Linked DNA regions of Sus scrofa: region 1 is linked to region 2. A link is a contact called in public targeted proximity ligation data. All regions are on one chromosome and are shown on one strand. The core of a region is the stretch at or near the end of the contact, and the rest is flanking DNA. Distances in the headings are between cores, read along the strand shown. Region 1 overlaps RASSF3 (ras association domain-containing protein 3). Region 2 overlaps RASSF3 (ras association domain-containing protein 3).

Region 1 (4,076 bases), core at 518-3,017, 68 kb before region 2:
GACACTATGTCGGGTTCTTAACCTGCTGAGCCGCAATGGGAATTCAGGAAAGTCATTTTTATTTTGAGTTCTTTCCCATATGCAACATGAAGAAATCACATCTTTTGAGTTTTTTTAATAACAAAATCATCATTTAAAGAAACAGTGGCATGGACTACTTTTACTCATCATTGTGGAGCCAGCAACTACGTCTTTATATTGCCCTTCTTGCCCCAAATTAGAAGTTACAGGGGACATTCTTCATTTACTTGTACACAAAATAAGAATCGCAAAACTGAGAAAACATGATTTGCTTTTTGCTTAGTATCACTCTTGTCTACACCGCAGTGGTTGTGAACCATGTGGGCTTTCTCTCTGGCTCTTGGGTCTCTGAATTGTTTTCCTAACTGTGCCTGGTATCAGGCACAAAAGATTTTACTACTCTTTTTTTAGTTTATTTTACAATGAAAGCAGTATAATGTCAAGGAGGTACCTGGCATCACCTGAGAGGTGTTTTTCCAAACGACACATCCTCCCCTTCCCAAAGCAGGCCCTGGGTCCTGGGCTGAGAATCAGTGTCTCAGCCAGGAGCAATTTCTGATGAGAGAGTCCCAGGGGTGGGAAGGGAGAAGAGGAGATAGCCAAATACAAGGGCAGAGAGAGGAGACAGAGGAAAACTCCCAAATGGGCCAACGACAGAAGGCTCTTGGAGATGAATTTTGAGCTACTTATTAAAGGAAATGAAAAACATGAAGCAGGAAAGCAAAACCGTCTACATTAGAATATGCTATTAGGGAGTTCCTGTTGCGGCTCAGTGGTAATGAACTTGACTAGTATCCAGGAGGACATGGGTTCAATCCCTGGCCTCGCTCAGTGGGTTAAGAATCCAGCATTGCCGTGAACTGTGGGGTAGGTTGCAGATGCAGCTCGGATCCTGCGTTGTTGTGGCTGTGGTGTAGGCCAGCAGCAACAGCTCTGGTTAGATCCCTAGCCTCGGAATCTCCATATGACGCAGGTAGGGCCCTAGAAAAGGCAAAAAGATCAAAAAAAAAAAAAAAAAAAAAAAAAGGCCCAAATCACTGTCTTCCTAAAACTCCTTAAGTTCCGATTTACCCTGACATAGAAACATATCCTTTACCAAACAAGTTTACATAAAGTTCTAATTTGCAACTCAAAACCACCCTTTCAAGTCTTTAGTCCCCCTTTACAGATTTTAAAGCTGAGGACTGAAAAAATTAGAAGACTTACCCAAGGTCATGCTCCTAATCTAAACAAGAACAACAGTAAGGGAGTTCCTGCTGTAGCAGGGTGGTTAAGAATCAGATTAAAGGGGAGTTCCCGTTGTGGCTCAGCGGTTAACAAATCCCACTAGCATCCATGAGGACTCAGGTTCAATCCCTGACCTCGCTCGGTGGGTTAAGGATCCGGCGTTGCCGTGAGCTGTGGTGTAAGTTGCAGACTCGGCTCAGATCCCGAGTTGCTGTGGCTGTGGTGTAGGTCAGCAGCTGTAGCTCCGATTGGACCCCTAGCCTGGGAACTCTATGTGCCATGGGTGCCACCCTACAAAGACAAAAAAAAAAAAAAAAAGAATCAGACTGCAGTGGTTTGGGTCACTGCAGAGGCACCGATTCAATCCCTGACCCAGTGCAGAGGGTTCAAGGATCCGGAGATGCTGCAGCTGTGGCATAGGCTGCAGCTGTGGCTCGGATTCTACCCCTGGCCGAGGAACTTCCATATGCCAGGGGTGCGGCCAATGTGGGGAAAAAAAAGAAGAACCATAGGAAGTAGAGTCTTGGTTCCCTAACTTTTAACCTAGAAACTGTTCTCACTGCATCACAGAATGTTCTATGTGCACCATTCATGCCATTTCCTATTTCAGACAAGAGGCTGAGACACAGAGCTTGAGAGATTTACTTGACTGACCCTTGATCTAGAAGGACGATCTAGAGTGCTTTTTTCCTTGAACTGAGCTGACCTAAATCCAATCCTCCCTGGAGAGAAAATGGCAAATGATGCACATATAAACATAATTCCTTAATCGTTTGGGCCAAAAGGAAAGAGAGATTCTAGCAAGATAAATGTCTTTTGTGGTAAAAAGACTGCATTTCCCTTTAGAGCAAAGGGCCTGGGGACTCTGATTAGCAGCCAACAGGGAGAGTGTTGATTTTCAAAGCACATCTGGCTTAGAGTAATTTAGAGGTAGAAGGGGTGAAATGACTCTCTGGGAGGAGATCAAGTAAAAAAACATGCATTTCCTCCCACCTCTGAAAATTACAGACCAATACAGTAAGTGCTATTTATAAAAGAATTATATTGTAGGCTAACTGGGGGTTCATTTCTGACAATTCAAAAACACAGGAAGCCACCATCTCTCTCCAGAACCACGTCTCCTCCCTGACAGGCAGACACACAGACACATCCCCTCTCCCCTCCTTCTCCTCTGCAATGGTCCCCAGATCTGAGCGATGAAACAGGGCCGGGTTGTCTGCAGAGTTTGAAGCAAGAATCACTTACCTCTCCAATTTCATGTTCACGAAGAACAAAACTAAGTGTGTCCGTCCTGGGCCCTGCGACCAAACGCAGGTAGAGTGGATGTTCCCGGTCTGAGAGCTTGCAGGCGTAGACTGGTGAGGAAGCAAGCCACACGTCATCAACAGAGCATGACATCACAGCACCCGACCTCACAGCACCCCTCGCCACCACCCCCACCCCCAGATCCGGGCAACAGTCCACGGGACCCCGGCCCAGGCACAATCCTCCTCATTCTGCCACCAATAAGCTGCCCACAGTGGCATGCATTCTATACTATTTCCATTCTATCCATTCAATATCAACTATTTATTGATTAAAAAGGAAATGAGTCTCGAGAATGAATTTAAATGAGTACTGCTCCCCAAGTGGGTTTATAATTAACTCTGCTCCTCCTAGGAGATAAACTTTTTACAAAAGGCTCTGTAACCCCATTAAAAATAAAAATATACCATCCCAGGGAGTTGTCTGGTGGTCTAATGGATTTGATGCTTTTACCACTGCAGCTTGGGTTCAATCCCTAGCCTAGGAACTGAAATTCCACTTCTAGCTGCTGCACGCGCAGCCAAAAAAAACAAACAAAAACCATCCCAAGAACATGAAAGCAGAGCTCTAGAAGCAAGTCTTTCTACAAATTAACTCAAAATGAGCAGCCACAAACAAACAAAGTGGCCTGAATGCAAGTTCTAGTGGCTTTAAGCCCAGCTCTATGTCTCATGCCACACACACACACACACACACACACACACACACACACACAGTGTCACTGGCATTGCTTTTACACGAAGGAAAGCTTTGCCACATGGGTACTATATCAGCAGGATGCTATTACTGTCAGATTATGCAACTAAAGTCCAGGTGGGCAGGCAGAGAATGTGGCAAGACAAAAATGCCACCTGAACTGATCTATATTATCTCAACACTTCTGGATACAACTGCATCACAGGCACTGAATTCCCCACTGATGTACACTGCTGCCGAGCCTGTGGCTGCTGGACAACAGAAAACTTGGCCTATTTGTGTCTGCAGTCTGCAGAGCCAGCCCACAGAATGTGTTGAAGAAACATGCTGATACTCAGCAACTACCTGGGTTTCATCCCCAGGCAGCCAAAAGACATTTCACACGATGCCAAGGTGAGTGTATTTTCTGCTACAGCTGCTCAAGGCTCTACCCAGAAAAACTAGGGTCAGCTCAAATGCTCAAACATACACCATTTTCAAATTAGTACTCAGTGAATCACTAAATCACTGTCATCCACCCTGGCTATCAATTTCTGCTCAATGATGACCTGATCTGGAATCTCTTATTTGGCTTCATGCAGCCTTTTAATATTCTCTTTATTGTGGGTATGAAGTTCAGACAAGCAGACCTCAGATCAAAATGTAACTCACCCACTGCATGTGCTCCTGGGGGACCAGGGTACCGAGGTCCCCAAGGTAACAGCTAGAGAGGTGGGCTAAGGGGAAAGGAGAGCCGGGGGCTGTGCCATTCACGTGGGTCTGAGAGGTGCACTAATACACGTGTGCCTCCTCATCCTCAGGTCTCAGAAATGCAAGTCTACCAAACC
Region 2 (4,297 bases), core at 152-2,651:
CCTTCCTCTCCCCCTTGGCAACCACAAGTCTATTCTCCAAGTCCACAATTTTCTTTTCTGTAGAATATTTTCCATTTCACCTAAATGTCTCACTTTCACATGATACAGGTTCTATTACCGTTGTTTTATTATCGCTAATCTTGAAACCAAAAGAAATTTGTTTCACCACCATCACCCAACTTCTTTTTCTTGACTATAAGAAGCAAGCCTGATCCCATGAAAATCAGGTAGTCAATTAATAAACATCGATAGCCACTCCCCGCCCCCCCACTCTGTGCCCTGCGCCAGGCACCACGCTAACAGTGAGGATACAGTGGTGAACAGGACAGATGTGGTCTGCCCTCGTGAACTCACAGATGGGATCATCGGGAAGGCTTAAAAACTAATGTTTTCTCAGTTTCCCTGATGCATCCAACAATGAACTAGAATGCTGTCTTTTTCCAAAGCATCTGAGTGCTTCATAAATGCCACAACTGTTTCATAACTAATTCAAGCTTTCTTAGATACAACTGTTCGGGTCCCCAAATCACCACTTTGCAGATAAAAACAGACATCCGTGAATGAGATGGAAGAATAAATCCATTTTTTCAACAACTATTTATTGTCACCTCCAATACTATGATAGGTTGAGAATTTATAATTAATTTATAAACAATATCCATTAAAAATAGGAGAAGGAGTTCCCTGATGGTGTAGTTAGTTGTTAAGGATTTGGTGGTGTTGAACCTATGGCTCAGGTTCAATCCCAGGGCTGGGAACTTCCAAATGCCAAGGGTGCAGCCAAAAAAAAAAAAAAAGTCTCCCAATTCTGGATCTCTAGACTTTTCTACTGAATCACACTACCTCAGTAACAACTCCTACCAAAGTGTTTTAAATTGATAATGCTAATACCAGTATAAACGTTAATGCTAGTTAGTAAAAATGTACGCAAATGCCAGATACTTTTCAAAAAACTGATATTACTTATAAGTGTAATTCAGTAATACAATGGCTCAGTTAAAAGTTCAAATGATTAAAATTCTTCGCCATGGTGTTCAGAATTAATACAAAGTCAGTTTCTTTTTTTTTTTTTCCGGTATTGTCTTTTTAGTGCCACACCCACAGCATATGGAGTTTTCCAGGCTAGGGGTCGAATTGGAGCTACAGCTGCCAGCCTACATCACAGCTCAGAGCAATGCTGGATCCTTAACCCACCGAGGGAGGCCAGGGATCAAACCCAAAACGTCATGGTTCCTAGTCGGATTCATTTCTGCTGTGCCATGATGGGAACTCCCGAGGCCAGTTTCAGACAATCAATTTATCATAAGAAACACACAACCAAAGGGAGGGGAGGTTGGGGCAGAGAGGGAAGAGCACATGGCCCCAGGAAGCTCACATGGCCCAAAGGAAGGGGTTTCCCACCAGATTCCAAACCTCATACCAGTTTCACAGAGAATAAATGACCTCGGATGAGTTAGCCAGACAGATCACATGACTCGCTGAGCTTCTTTAATGCCTGCATTCAAATTTTGCATAAGCAAGCTTGTTTCTAAACTGCGGATGCATCCAGCAACCCTGAAGTGCCTTAGAGGGGAGATGACACTGCGGGGGAGAGTGGTTAGGCGGGGAGCCACTGCAGGGGACTCTAAGGGCAGCAGCCACAGCATCGCCCCTGCAGCACCGGACACAGTTCGCCTCAATTACCTCATCTGATTCAGCCTTATGACAACCAGAAACAAGACAGTGACTAAGTCCCTCAACAATGGGCAGAAGGCAATTTAGACCCTGGGGAGGAAAAAGGAAACCCCCAGGAAGAAGCGAGCAGCCTCGAGCAAAACTGCCCCTAGAATCCTGCACTCCAAGACAGCTGAGGGAGGGAGAGCAGAGGAAGTTGAAAAGGACAAAGCTTTTCTGCAATGGGTTAACTTTTACATGAAGCCCTGGGCAAAAGAAAGCCACTTTCATGTGCCTGCTCTTTCCACTGGGGTGGCTGGCTTTACAGGAGAAAGAAGGGGGTGAAGACTTTGATGGGTAGCCTCAGGCTTGGTCAGGAGGAATCAGCCCCTTTACCAGAAAACAAAGGCACCACAGTGATGGGGGCGGGGGGGGGGGTAAGTCTCTAGGAATGACTGAAGCTCCTTCCTAATCAATTACATTGAGAGCCTCAATTCATTTTTGCTCAATAAAGTCAAAGAAACACAATTTCCTTCTGTCTTTCATTCTTTGGCTAGATTATTAGGTTCACTCCAAATCTCTCAATGGGAACCTGGGAACCTCCATATGTCGCAGGCGTAGCCCTAGAAAAGACAATCAATCAATCAATCAATCAATCCAATTGCTTATATTTACTATGGCTTATTATGTGCCAGGTATGCTACTACTTTATAGAATAAACTGAGGTTTAAAGAGGTGCAATGACTTGCCCAAGACAATGCAGCAAACATTGATTTAACTCAAGGTGCCTCACACAAGTGCCTGCTTTTAATCAACAACACACCACACTTTTAGCCCATGGCAAAATCCAGTCCCTTTTTTCTTAAAAGGTAATAGCCTCACCTGAAAAGATCAAAATTCATTTTGTTTTTCCTTTTTATAAAGATGGTTTGTTTTAGGGCTTTTTTGTTTTTGTTTTTTTTGTTTTTTGGTCTTTTTAGGGCCACACCCTTGGCTTATGGAGGTTCCCAGGCTAGGGGTCGAATTGGAGTCACAGCTGCCAGCCAACACCACAGCTCACACACAGCAAAGCCAGATCCTTAACCCACTGAGCAAGGCCAGGGGTCAAACCTGCATCCTCGTGCATGCTAGTCAGATTTGTTTCTGCTGAGCCAGGAGGGGGAACTCCAAGATGTATTTATTTTTATTGAAGTATAATTGACGTACGATATTCTATAAGTTGTAGGTATACAATACAGCGATTCACAACTTTTAAAGGTTATATTCCATTATAAAATACCAGCTATATTCCCTGTATTGTACAATATGTCCTTATTTATTTATTTATTTATTTTGTCTTTTTAGGGCTGCACTGTCGGCATATGGAGGTTCCCAGGCTAGGGGTCTAATTGGAGCTAAGCTGCCGGCCTACGCTGCAGCCACAGCAATAGCAGATCCAAGCCTCGTCTGCAACCTACACCAGAGCTCACAGCAACACCAGATCCTTAACCCACTGAGCAAGGCCAGGGATCGAACCCACAACCTCATGGTTCTCAGTCGGATTTGTTTCTGCTGTGCCACGACTAGAACTCCTTTTAACTTATCTTATACGATGTTTGGACCTCTACCCCTCTCTTGCCCCTCCCTGCTAAGATCCATTGTAATTAATTTGGCACAGAACTAGCATAGTGAGAATGGGTTTCAAGTTGATTTGCTGATACCGGTGGTGCTAGGTTTGCTTTTTGAATGGAACTACTTCTCCTGCATGACCTACTGCCAAATCCTCTCCACCAAATGGCAGGAATAATTATGCTTTGGGTACAGGGCGCAGAAGACATGTCCTCTAGCAGAGACCCACAGCACAGGCGAGGATCAAACCCCATGCCTCAGCACAGCAGAACCACCACACGCACGCCAGCCAACTGCACCTTGTGCCCAAGGTGGGCCATTAGGAAAAACAAGAAAGGAATTCTCAAACCTCAGAAAGACCTGAAAGGGCAGTACTTCCCCTCAAAGGAAAACTGGCAAGAAAAAGCAATCCACAAGCCCGTCGAAACAAACAGAAATGGCCTTAAATGGACAGAAGGCATATTATTGTTTCTTTAAACAACCTACATGATATTTACATTTTCCCAGAGCTGGGAAATCACTGACTACAGTCAAGAAACTCCTGAAGTCACCTCTGCTGTGCCATTAAACCTGGCTCTGCTTAAGGCCTACACCAATAAAACCTCTGTTTCATTTCTCATCTCCAAGTTCCACCGAAATGAAAGTTCAAATAAACCACCTGAATTTCAATTCCCTTGGAAAGCTCCTTTAACTGTAAAACATGATGGAAGGTTAAACATTTGTGTTGGTATTTTTCTCCTATCTCATGCTCGTAGCTGTGTTGTTTTTTTTTTGTTTTTTTTTTTGTTTTTTTTGTCTTTTTGCTATTTCTTGGGCCGCTCCAGCAGCACATGGAGGTTCCCAGGCTAGGGGTCGAATTGGAGCTGTAGCAGCCAGCCTACACCACAGCCACAGCAACGCAGGATCTGAGCCGCGTCTGCAGCCTACACCACAGCTCAGGGCAATGCCAGATCCTTAACCCACTGAGCAAGGCCAGGGATCAAACCCACAACCTCATGGTTCCTAGTTGGATTCATTAACCACTGAGCCACGATGG

The links.
Region 1: a contact with region 2 is called in a targeted proximity ligation map of alveolar macrophages. A contact is called at or near these places in 4 of 47 Hi-C or Micro-C datasets (blood, brain, fetal liver and 1 more) and 1 of 2 datasets of targeted methods (alveolar macrophages).

The regions. Positions count from the first base shown.
Region 1 is chr5:29,105,997-29,110,072 of Sscrofa11.1, reverse strand. RASSF3 (ras association domain-containing protein 3) reads right to left here. Exons shown (of 6, transcript XM_021091945.1): 5 at 2,494-2,603. Among named protein-coding and RNA genes, the nearest start is that of GNS, 82 kb to the left of the region's middle.
Region 2 is chr5:29,037,580-29,041,876 of Sscrofa11.1, reverse strand. The region is part of intron 2 of RASSF3 (ras association domain-containing protein 3); the gene reads right to left. Among named protein-coding and RNA genes, the nearest start is that of RASSF3, 90 kb to the right of the region's middle.